Linked DNA regions of Sus scrofa: region 1 is linked to region 2. A link is a contact called in public promoter capture Hi-C data. All regions are on one chromosome and are shown on one strand. The core of a region is the stretch at or near the end of the contact, and the rest is flanking DNA. Distances in the headings are between cores, read along the strand shown.

The links. Promoter capture Hi-C pulls out the DNA fragments that hold promoters and counts their contacts.
Region 1: a promoter capture Hi-C map of fetal liver shows a contact between it and region 2, with 2.0 times the contacts expected there. The contact joins the promoter of HAT1 here to the promoter of METTL8 in region 2. A contact is called at or near these places in 1 of 5 promoter capture datasets (fetal liver) and 1 of 47 Hi-C or Micro-C datasets (heart right ventricle).

The regions. Positions count from the first base shown.
Region 1 is chr15:78,018,521-78,023,606 of Sscrofa11.1, forward strand. It overlaps HAT1 (histone acetyltransferase type B catalytic subunit), which reads left to right and starts at 3,627. Exons shown (of 12, transcript XM_003483674.4): 1 at 3,627-3,728. The coding sequence starts at 3,722. SLC25A12 (calcium-binding mitochondrial carrier protein Aralar1) reads right to left here and starts at 3,410. Exons shown (of 18, transcript XM_021075518.1): 1 at 3,280-3,410.
Region 2 is chr15:77,562,906-77,568,143 of Sscrofa11.1, forward strand. It overlaps METTL8 (methyltransferase-like protein 8), which reads right to left and starts at 1,587. Exons shown (of 12, transcript XM_001925591.5): 1 at 1,340-1,587. DCAF17 (DDB1- and CUL4-associated factor 17) reads left to right here and starts at 1,724. Exons shown (of 12, transcript XM_021076469.1): 1 at 1,724-2,198; 2 at 2,619-2,722. The coding sequence starts at 2,073.

The sequences.
Region 1 (5,086 bases), core at 2,377-4,876, 460 kb after region 2:
AAATTAGAAGAAACACTACCATAAAGCTAAATTTTATTTCATTTTATAATTCTTTTAAGGAACAGACTTATGAACTAAACATGTAACAGCATTACATAACTGGTATAAAAGCTCTTCACTCTGTCCAATCATAGGAAGTTAAGAGTTTTGCTTTTCATAGTGATATGTGTAAATAAGTTACAAAGGGAGTGGCTGAAAACCTATCCATTAGAATGACAGCTTTCACAACAATGTGAATATACTTAATGCTACTGAACTATATGCTTAAAAGTGATTAAGATAGTAAATTTTATGTTTTGAAATTTTTACAATTCAAAAAGAAAAAAAAAGGAGAATGACTGGAACAATGTAGCAGTTTAGGAGTTCCCTGGGGCTCAGAAGGTTAAGACCTGCCATTGTCATTGCGGTGGCTTGGGTTGCTGCTGTAGTGTGGGTTTGATCCCTGGCCCAGGAACTTCTATATGCTGCAGGTATAACCACACACACACACCACACACACACACACACACACTCTCTCTCTCTCTCTCTCTATATATATATATATATCAGTTTTAAATGAATATTTCTAGTCATAATTTTCACCATTTTTTAGTCTTATTTATTTATATCAAAGTGATTTTGATAAAGTGTTCTTACTCTCCTCCTATCCTGAAGTTCTTCCTCCTTAAGGAACAACACAAAACAATAGTAAAAAAGTTTAAACAGAGGAATAATGGTCATTTACCCTATGATTTGCACTATGAACTAAACAAATGAGTTAACTAGCTACTGTTATTTATCTGTAGAGAGGTATATATTTTGAAATAAAGACACATTAAATAACTTCATTTTTCTTTTGGATCTCAGATTTTCTATATCTACTTTTTAATAACCTTTTCTTTAATACCATGTTTTTAAAAAAAATCCCTTTTGAAGATTTCAAGAAAGGATGGCAAAATCGACTAGTCCATATGCACCTGAACCTGTACCAAACTTATGGTTGCTTGTTCATTCCTAATAGTGTAATATGACCTTTTCTTATTGAGAAAAATGCCTTTTTTCAGATTTCATATTCTAGAATGAATGTTATCATACCGCCTAATATTAATATAGAATTTTACAGTTTACAAACCTCTTTCCTAAATATTGTTCCATTTGATTTTTCACAAGAACTGAATGTAATGACTGGGAAGGTATTATCTCCACTTAATAGATGAAACAAGGTCATACAATCATGAAAAAGTAGAACTGAGACTAGTAGGGCATTGAACTTTCCATACTACTATGCTGCCTCTTTCATATACATTAGGACATCATTTTCCTTTTGTAGAAATTTTACTCTACCGTGGTAACATTCGCTTCCTAAATCCCCTTTGTTTATTTTATTATTATTATTTTTTGGCTGCTCCTATAGCATGCAAAACTTCCCTGGCCAGAGACTGAACCCATGCCATAGCAGCGATCTGAGCCACAGCAGTGTCAATGCCAGGTCCTTAACTCATGGAGCCACCAGGGAATTCCTAAATCCCCCTTCAGAATAAGGTAACATAAATTATAAAAGAGGGGGAAAAACCCTACAAAAGTATTTTTTTCTTTTTGGTAATTTTACTATTAAATAAATAGTAAAATATGCTATTTCTGAAAGAAGTCTTTTTTTTGGTGGGGGGGCCATACTTGTAGCATATGGAGGTTCCAGGCTAGGAGTCGAATCAGAGCTGCAACTGCCAGCCTACACCACAGCCACAGCAACATGGAATCTGAGCTGCATCTGTGACTATACCACAGCTCATGGCAAAGCCAGATTGTTGACCCACTGAACGAGGCCAGGGAGTGAACCTGCATCCTCTAGGATACTAGCTGGGTTTGTTACCACTGAACCACACAGGAACTCCAAGAAGTCATTCTTTTATCTTTCAGGTAAACTAGCTAAAATGTATTATGTGACATTTTTAATAAAAAAGTGTGGACAGTTCTAAGACTAGGATGATTTAAAACTGTAGCTTCAGTTCTGCAAACAGATCATACTAAATGTTAGTCACACAATATAAAGGTTCATAATATTTCTTATTCATATTCATCTCATTTCTTATTCATATTATCATCTATTGTTTCATCACATTTCTTCCCTACAACTAACCATAGTCACATAAAGTCATAAAATCTGTTTCAGATTTGCTGCAGTTAAGACAAATCCCTCCATTTTTGTTTGTTTGTTTGCTTTTTAGGGCCACACCCATGGCATTTGGAAGTTCCAAGGCTAGGGGTCACATTGGAGCTACAGCTGCCAGACCAAGCCACAGCAACATGGGAGTGGAGCCACATCTGCCACCTACACCACAGCTCAGGGCAATGCCGGATCCTTGGCCCACTGAGGGAGGCCAGAGATCAATCCTGAGTCCTCATGGATCCTCATCGGGTTCCTTTCATAATGAGAGCTCACCTCTTGATTTCTTATTTTAAGGATCATAAATGCTTGTCAGCTATTGACTTATCTACAAATAAGTTTTGGAAAAAATGAAGCTTGCCATTTTTGAAATGTGTTTATATAAAAAATTGTTCTCCTTTTTGATCCATAATGTCATTAGCGACACTGATTTCAGTTTTCTTAACATTAAGGTTTAAAGGAAAAGGATCTGTGCATTCTCAGTATCTTTTCTGATCTTTATCTTCAGGAGGGCTGGCTCCATGTAGTCAAATGCTGAGCTGAGCATCCTGAGAGCTGGGCTCTGGTGCAAGCTGTATATTGAGTGTGAATTTGGGTAGTTTCTCTTTTCTGGGCTTTAGTTTCCTCATCATTAAAATGAGGGAGTGCATTAGTTCTAGATTATCATCCCAAGGGTCCACTTTAGTTATAGTATATCATTATAAAACCTATTAACCAATATTCTTGAGACAAGGCATTTTGTACACAGACAACATTGTGGGAGTATTTTTGGATACCTAAACAGTGTTTTATTCCCTGGGTCAAATATTTTCAGCAGTTACTAAATACTAACGAATCGTATGGTCCAAATCAGGCAGCATCCTGTGATGTGGTTTAGGCCACGAGGACTCGAAACATGGAGAACCAGAACAGGTAACCTGAGATATTATTAGGTAGCAATTTCGGTGCACTAAACTGTTGCCTAATAATCTTAAAAAGTGAAAGACAAGTACCTAAATATCACCCTGTGTACATACTGTTAAAAGAACATGAGAGAAAAGAAAAACGATGTTAAATAAGTATTTCTGGCAAAAACAGGAATACACAAAACAACTGAAAATTTCTCCCACAAGTAAAACTCAATCCCTATATTTTACCTGTAAAACTAGGGCTCAGGTGCTGTGATCTACTGTCCAGGCCAAAGGGAAAGTTTTTCTACCAGTCTCCAAAACATCATTAGGGAGGAACAGAAAACAGCCATAAGGTATGTATATTACTCAAATCAACACCAAAGAAACTCCTCGAGCCGCGAGCGCCTCAGCAGAGAACGTCCCTTTGCAGCCCCCGCCCCCAATTCAGGCCTGCAAATGGGCTGGTGGAGCTCGCGGTGGCTAGGCAACCGTCGGAGCCTCCCCGGCGGCGTTAGCCCCGCCTCTCGAGGGGCTTCCGCCCTGCCGCGCCTCAAACGTCCTCCTCTCATTGGCCAGCGACCTGCCAAGGGTGGGCGGGGGAAATGCGTCAGTAAGTGCGCTCACTTCCGGCCAGGGAGCGCGCGGGTTGATTCGTCCTACCTCGGCCGCGGGTGCTCGCAGCTCGGAAATGGCGGGTAAGTTCCCGGGAAAAGTTTACCAAGGGGAGGGGGAGGGCAGGTTTGGGAAAGAACGCCGAGACGGTGGTGACAGTGCCCGCCTGGAACTTTCGGGCTCTAGCCTGGGTTCTAGAAGGCCTGTTTTAGCCTTGAAGCGCGGAACTCTTAGCCTAGCTCCTTGTCTCCGAGGTTCGTGCCCCCGCCCCCAACGGCTCTGGGTTTTGCGCCTTCTGGGGGGAATTCGGCGCCTGCGGGGGCCAAAAAGGCCTGGAGGAAGCGTCGCGATTGAGCTTGTAAGGTGCCAGATGCCTGGAGGCCTGTTTTTCTTCTTGTTCCCCTTGCCCATTGCTGCCTCTGCTACTGGTCTGGTTCTGTTCCCGCCAGCTGACTTTAATGCTCAGACCCTCTTTTTCCAGTTCTCCCTCCACCTTCCGCTACAGTCAGCTTCTGTGCTACTGCATTGCTGCCTTGCCCTGACTTGAGGCTCTCATTTGAATCTTGATTGTCTCGTTATGGTCTCCTTAATCTCTCACACCTTAGTATTCCTAGGATCTATTTAGATTTCCTTTGAGAAAGGTGATTCTCGCATTCTTCCTTCATCTAAACTTCTCTTTTAGGGTGCGCCTGTTATGATTCTCTTGTGTTTATTCTATAAATTAATAATTCCGTTATTTTTTACGTGTATTAAGACTGTTTTGATGTATTTGCTTTTTCCCCCCAGTTACATATCTTTTCAAGTTAGTTTTTACCCCGTGCCTTCATAGTAGTCTCAGTACACTTTCATGGATGTGCTGGATTGACAGGCATGATGAGCTCTGCAGAAGTTTAAGGAAGGGCTCTTCTACCAGATAGAGACTGTAGGATTTGGGGATATACTGGTGCAGTAACAGAGTTGGGGGGATGTGTATTGCACAGGGTATACCTATTATAAGAATTATGCCTAAATTTGAATCTCAGCCCCGCCATTTGGTAATTGGGTGCCCTTTAAGCAACCGGATCTCTTTCTAAAAGCCTGAGCTTTTGAGTATGAAATGGGGCTGATATAGTAGCTACTTGTCTTATAGAATTATGAGGATTAAACTAATATTTATGACTGGGGTCGGAGAAGAAAACTAATGTGTTGTAGTTCACAGATCTAGTAAGTAAATGGTGGAGCCTGGTTTGAATCAAACAATTGACTCCAAACCGTTTATCTATTTTGCTTCAGGTGTTGCCCATGTTCTGGGTATGTGCTTTTATTCAATTACTGAGGTTTATGGTGTGTCATTGTACCCCATTTTTTTATTTCTGCTCATCACCTTTTTTTCCTGAATTTTCCCTAATTTTTGTGATCATTCAGGTGATTTACTGTCATTGTTGCTTGAAAGTTTCTCTTG
Region 2 (5,238 bases), core at 337-2,836:
TTATAGGTCCAGCAAAAACAGTCTCATTGGTAACAATGAACAAGCAATCATCAGAATTTATGTGTATTATAGTTTTGCTTCATTTAACATATAATTGAGCATTATAGCTGTACAAAAGATACAACATAAGGAGTTTATATACAGTTTCATATTTGCATATATTTAACATACTGATCATATTTTAAGTTAATCCTGGGTATCTACGTGGGTTTGAGAAATTCTGCTCTGGGTGATTGGGAGCCACGTAAAAGCTTTAATAGGGAAATGACAGATTTGTGCTTTAGAAAAATCGTTCTGGCAGCAGAGTGGAGGGCTGGAATTGAAAGTATTTAAGTAAGGCAGAAAGGAGGCTATTTAACATAATAATGTGATAAAATGGTGAGGCCCTAAATTATGCTGGGGTATGAAGAGGAGACAGATATCAAAATCAAAAGTACTTGGTTGAGGATGAGGGAAAAGATGGCTGTCCCTTGGGTGACTTGGGGCTTGGAAGGTGAGATAAAGACCACTGGAAGACAAATAAGTGGGGGTGAAGGGGAAGATGAAAAAAGATTATGAGTTCAATTCAGCAATGATTTGAATTTCATTTCAGCCAAAGAAAATCCCGTTATCTTTTCTGGGTCCCAGTTTTCTCAGCGACAGCTGCATTCATGAATTAGCAAATTAACTATTATAGCGCTCTCTAAAAATATACAAAGCACTCCACAGTATGCTGTAAATAAGATATGAAAAATCAGCAAAAGCCTAGGCCCTAAAGGAAATTCAGCAGGGTTAAAAAGAGATATGACAAATTTTTCCTAAACACTTAACCCAACACACTCACCCAGGGTTGTACTTTTTGCTCTGTCAGATGGAGTTGCTGCCTTGCCTACCTCTGAACAAGAGGCCACGTGGGAAATGCAAAGACACCACCCTCAAGGGACTCACAAGCAGAGCAATAGGACAAGTCTGGTGCAAGATTGCTGAAAATGCAGTGTAGTGGGAACTCTGACCTACAGGCAGGGATAGTCACAAAGTCATCTTTTACTTAAGAGCAATCAAACTGGAATGCCTCGGGCAGTTCAATAATAATGTAAATATGTGATATTTCATTCCCGATAAGGAGGGAGTAAAATGTGAAAGGAAAATGCAGCAATTATTGCAAAACCTGCCCGCGTCTCTGAGGGCCACAGCAGGGCAGACCTCTGGTAAAGGGTAATTCAACTCCAGTTTGGCGGGAATGCCAGCATCTTCACCACTAACTCATAACACAAAAGCAGTGTTTACTGATCCCAAATGTTTAACTATACATCTCATCCAAAACGTTCACAGTACACTGAAGGGAAAGCCGAGGGCGTACCTTTCTTTAGCACATGATGCTGCCTCGGGGGGAAGGGATCGCACACGACACAATGCCCCTCTCGGCGTCCCGCCAGAGCCTCCCAAAGCAAGAGTCCAGGGGTTCAGAGGCTTGGGGGTACCGGGCGGCAAGAAACGAACCCCTGGGCGAAGGGCGTATTCTAAGAAACCGAGACCAGGAGGCGGCAGTACAGAGCCACCAGGCCCTCCCCCGGCGCCGCGTGCAGACCCGGAAAAGCGCGCCAGGCCTACAGCGCAGACTCAGCCCAGCCCCAGGAGGAGGGGCGGGGCGGGGCTGTGGTGGGTTGAAGGCGGGGCCAGGGCAAGGGCTCGCTGCCCGCTGCCTGATGGGGATTGTAGTTCTGGGAACAGGCCAGGCTCCCTCAGCGTGTACTGGGAACTACATTTCCCGGTGAGGGAACGGCTCCATCCGACCGCGCGTTACGCAGGCGTCGCGCTGTCGGCAGCCGGGTCCCGAGCCCTAGAGCGTTGGAGGGGCCGACGGAGAAGGGAGTTGCTTTTCCTTCCCACTTCTCCACTCACGGGCAGCACCGGCTCTGCCTCCCCTCGCCCCACCGCCCTGCGCCCACTGCCAGGCTCCCGGTGTCACCTTTTCCTGGGCCCCTCAGGGAGTTGGGGCCTGGAGGTTCGGCGGTAGGGGCCCTTGCTCTGCGCGGGAGTGAGGGGCGCGCCCCTCTTGGGCCCGGACAACTCCGCGATTGGCCCGCGCCTCCATGGGGCCAAGTCAGAAGCCCAACGTGTGCTGCCGGCTAAGTCGCCGGGCGCTGGGCTTCTTCTCGCGCGACGCGGGCGTGGTGCAGAGGACCAACCTGGGCATCCTGCGGGCGCTGGTGTGCCAGGTGACCACCCGCCACCGGGAGCCGGACCTGGGGCAGCGGGGCGACGGGGCGACGGGGAGGTCAAGCCTTCTTGCTGGGGTGCAGTTTTTCTGCAGGACAGCCCGTTTTTAAGATCTCACATGATGGTCAGGGTGATCCAGGCCTTGAAGCGGGGGGATTAGTAAATAACCATTAAAACGGAACCGCCGCATGCTTTTAGTTTTAACCTTCGTATATCTTCTTAGAAACAGTTTTTCTAAAATCGATCACTCCACTTAAGCCAAAACGCGAGGGCAGATTGAGGAAGCATTGAACATAATGTTTTCTAAAAAGTACATGAAATTACTTTGCAAACTGTCAATTTAACCATCCAACTTAAAATTGGTGCAGAGTGGAAGCTTATGAGTTATTTCCTAAACTGAAGTTCCTTGTGTCTTTCAGGAAAGTACTAAATTTAAGAATGTTTGGACGACTCATTCCAAGTCACCTATAGCCTATGAGAGAGGAAGAATATATTTTGATAATTATCGATGCTGTGTCAGCAGGTATCTGGTGAAAATTTTTGTTGTAATTCATTTGACTGTTGATCTGAACTCTAATATTTATGGAAACACTTATGCCTACATTAGTGCTTGTGAAATAAGAGAATGGAAAAATGGGTCCAAAAATAAGAGTAGGGGATAAAATGTGTGTAACTTAAAAATCTTGTTAAACCTAAAGCTTGAGGTTTCATTTTCATTTTATTGGTATTCGCTATAATACCAATTTATAGCGAATTCATGTTGCAGGCAAAATGATAGCTTGCTGGGTACAATGTAGTATTTTATGCTGCTTAAAAGATAGAGTCAAGAGATACAGGTATCTAATAATTAGATGCTTATTTATTTATTTACTTATTTATTGTCTTTTTGCCATTTCTTGGGCTGCTCCTGTGGCATATGGAGGTTCCAAGGCTAGAGGTCTAATCAGAGCTGTAGGTGCCGGCTGACAGCAGAGCCACAGCAAGGCGGGATCCAAGCCGCGTCTGCAACCTACACCACAGCTCCCGGCAACGCCAGATCCTCAACTCACTGAGCAAGGCCAGGGATCGAACCCACAACCCCAGGGATCGAACCCACAACCCCATGGTTGAACCCGCAACCCCATGGTTCCTAGTGGGATTCGTTAACCACTGAGCCACAACGGGAACTCCCTTCGTTCCTTCTTTTTAAACAGCTTTATAATTCACTGATTTAAAGTGTATGATTCAATGAGTTTTACTTCCTTGAAATTAGTATTCAATGAAAATGAATTTGATGAACTATTGGTGATTCATATAGGCAACCATCATTACGGTTAATTTTAGAACATTTTCATTACCTTAGAAAGAAACACTATACCCTTTAACTATCACAGCAATACCTTCAACACTCTCAGGCCTAAGCAACTAGTAGTTTATTTTCTTTCTCTATAGATTGATCTATTCTGGACATTTCAAAAAAATGAAATTGCATAGTATGTGATTTATTTGTGATTGGCTGTATTCCTAGTAGATTACCAATTTATTTTTTATTTCTTTTGTTTTTTTGCCATTCTTGGGCCACTCCCACGGCATATGGAAGTTCCCAGGCTAGGGGTCAAATCGGAGCCATAGCTGCTGGCCTACACCAGAGCCATGCCAGAGCCACACCAATGCGGTATCCGAGCTGTGTCTGCAACCTACACCACAGCTCACAGGCAATGCCAGATCCTTAACCCACTGAGCAGGGCCAGGGATCGAACCCAAAACTTCATGGTTCCTAGTCGGATTCGTTAACCACTGAGCCACGACGGGAACTCCCTAGATTACCAATTTATTATAAAAGTTCATAAGTCAGGAGCAGCCAGAAGGGAGAGATACATAGGACAAGGTATATGGAAAGGAGCACAGAGCTTTGATCAGGCTCTGCGTTCAGGCCACTCTCCCTAAATCTTCCTGTGTTTACTAACCTGGAAGCACTTTTCCTTTTCTAGTATCTTTATTTAATGCCGTACATTTCCCTTTAAGCACTGGGGGCGGGGGGGGGGGGTTGCTTTTTAGGACCACACCTGTGGCATATGGAGGTTCCCAGGCTAGGGGTCCAATCAGAGCTACAGCTGCCGGCCTATGCCACAGCCACAGCAATGCCAGATCCGAGCCATGTCTGCGATTTACACCACAGCTCACAGCAATGCCAGATCCTTAACCCACTGAGCAAGGCCAGGGATCGAACCCAAAACCTCATGGTTCCTAGTCAGATTTGTTTCCACTGCACCATGACGGGAACTCCTCTCCTCAACTTCTGAAGGTTAACCTCCCAGGACACAGAATTCTAGGTTGGTAGGAGGTTTGTTTTGTTTCATCGCTTTAAATAGTTCACTGTCTACTTGCTGGCATGGTTTCTGAAGTGAAGTCCTGTGTAACTCTTACCCTGTTCCTTTAGAGGCAAAGTGCTTTTTTCCCCTCTGCCTTCTTTCACAATGTTCTCTTTGTTTTTGCTTTTCTGCAGTTAGAATATGATATGCCTAGGTATAGATTTTTGGTATTTAGCATACTTCACCTTCTGCAAGCTTTCTGTACGTGTAGTTTGGTGTCTGTCATTAATTTTGGAAAATTCTCAGCCATTATTATTTCAAGTGTTTCTTCTGTTTTGTTCTTTTTCTTCTCCTTTTGCTATTCCCATTATGTATATGTTGCACATTTTCTAATTATCCCACAGTTCTTAGTCTGTTCTGCTTTTTTCATTCTTTTTTCTTTCTAGTTTGGGAAAGTTTCTGTTGACATACCTTCAGGCTCAGTCTTTCCTTAGCAATGTCTAGTCTACTGATAAGCTCATCAAAGACATTCTTCATTTGTATTATGGTGTTTTTGATTTCTAGCATTTCCTTTTGATTTTTCGTAGGGTTTTTTTTTCTCTCTCTGTTTAATTATCCATCTGTTCCTGCATGTGTTTGCTTTTTCCATTAGAACCTTTAGCCATATTAATCATAGCCATTTTGGGTCCCCAATTTGATAATTCCAAAATTTCTGCCATCACTTAAGTCTGGTTCTGATGCTTGCTTT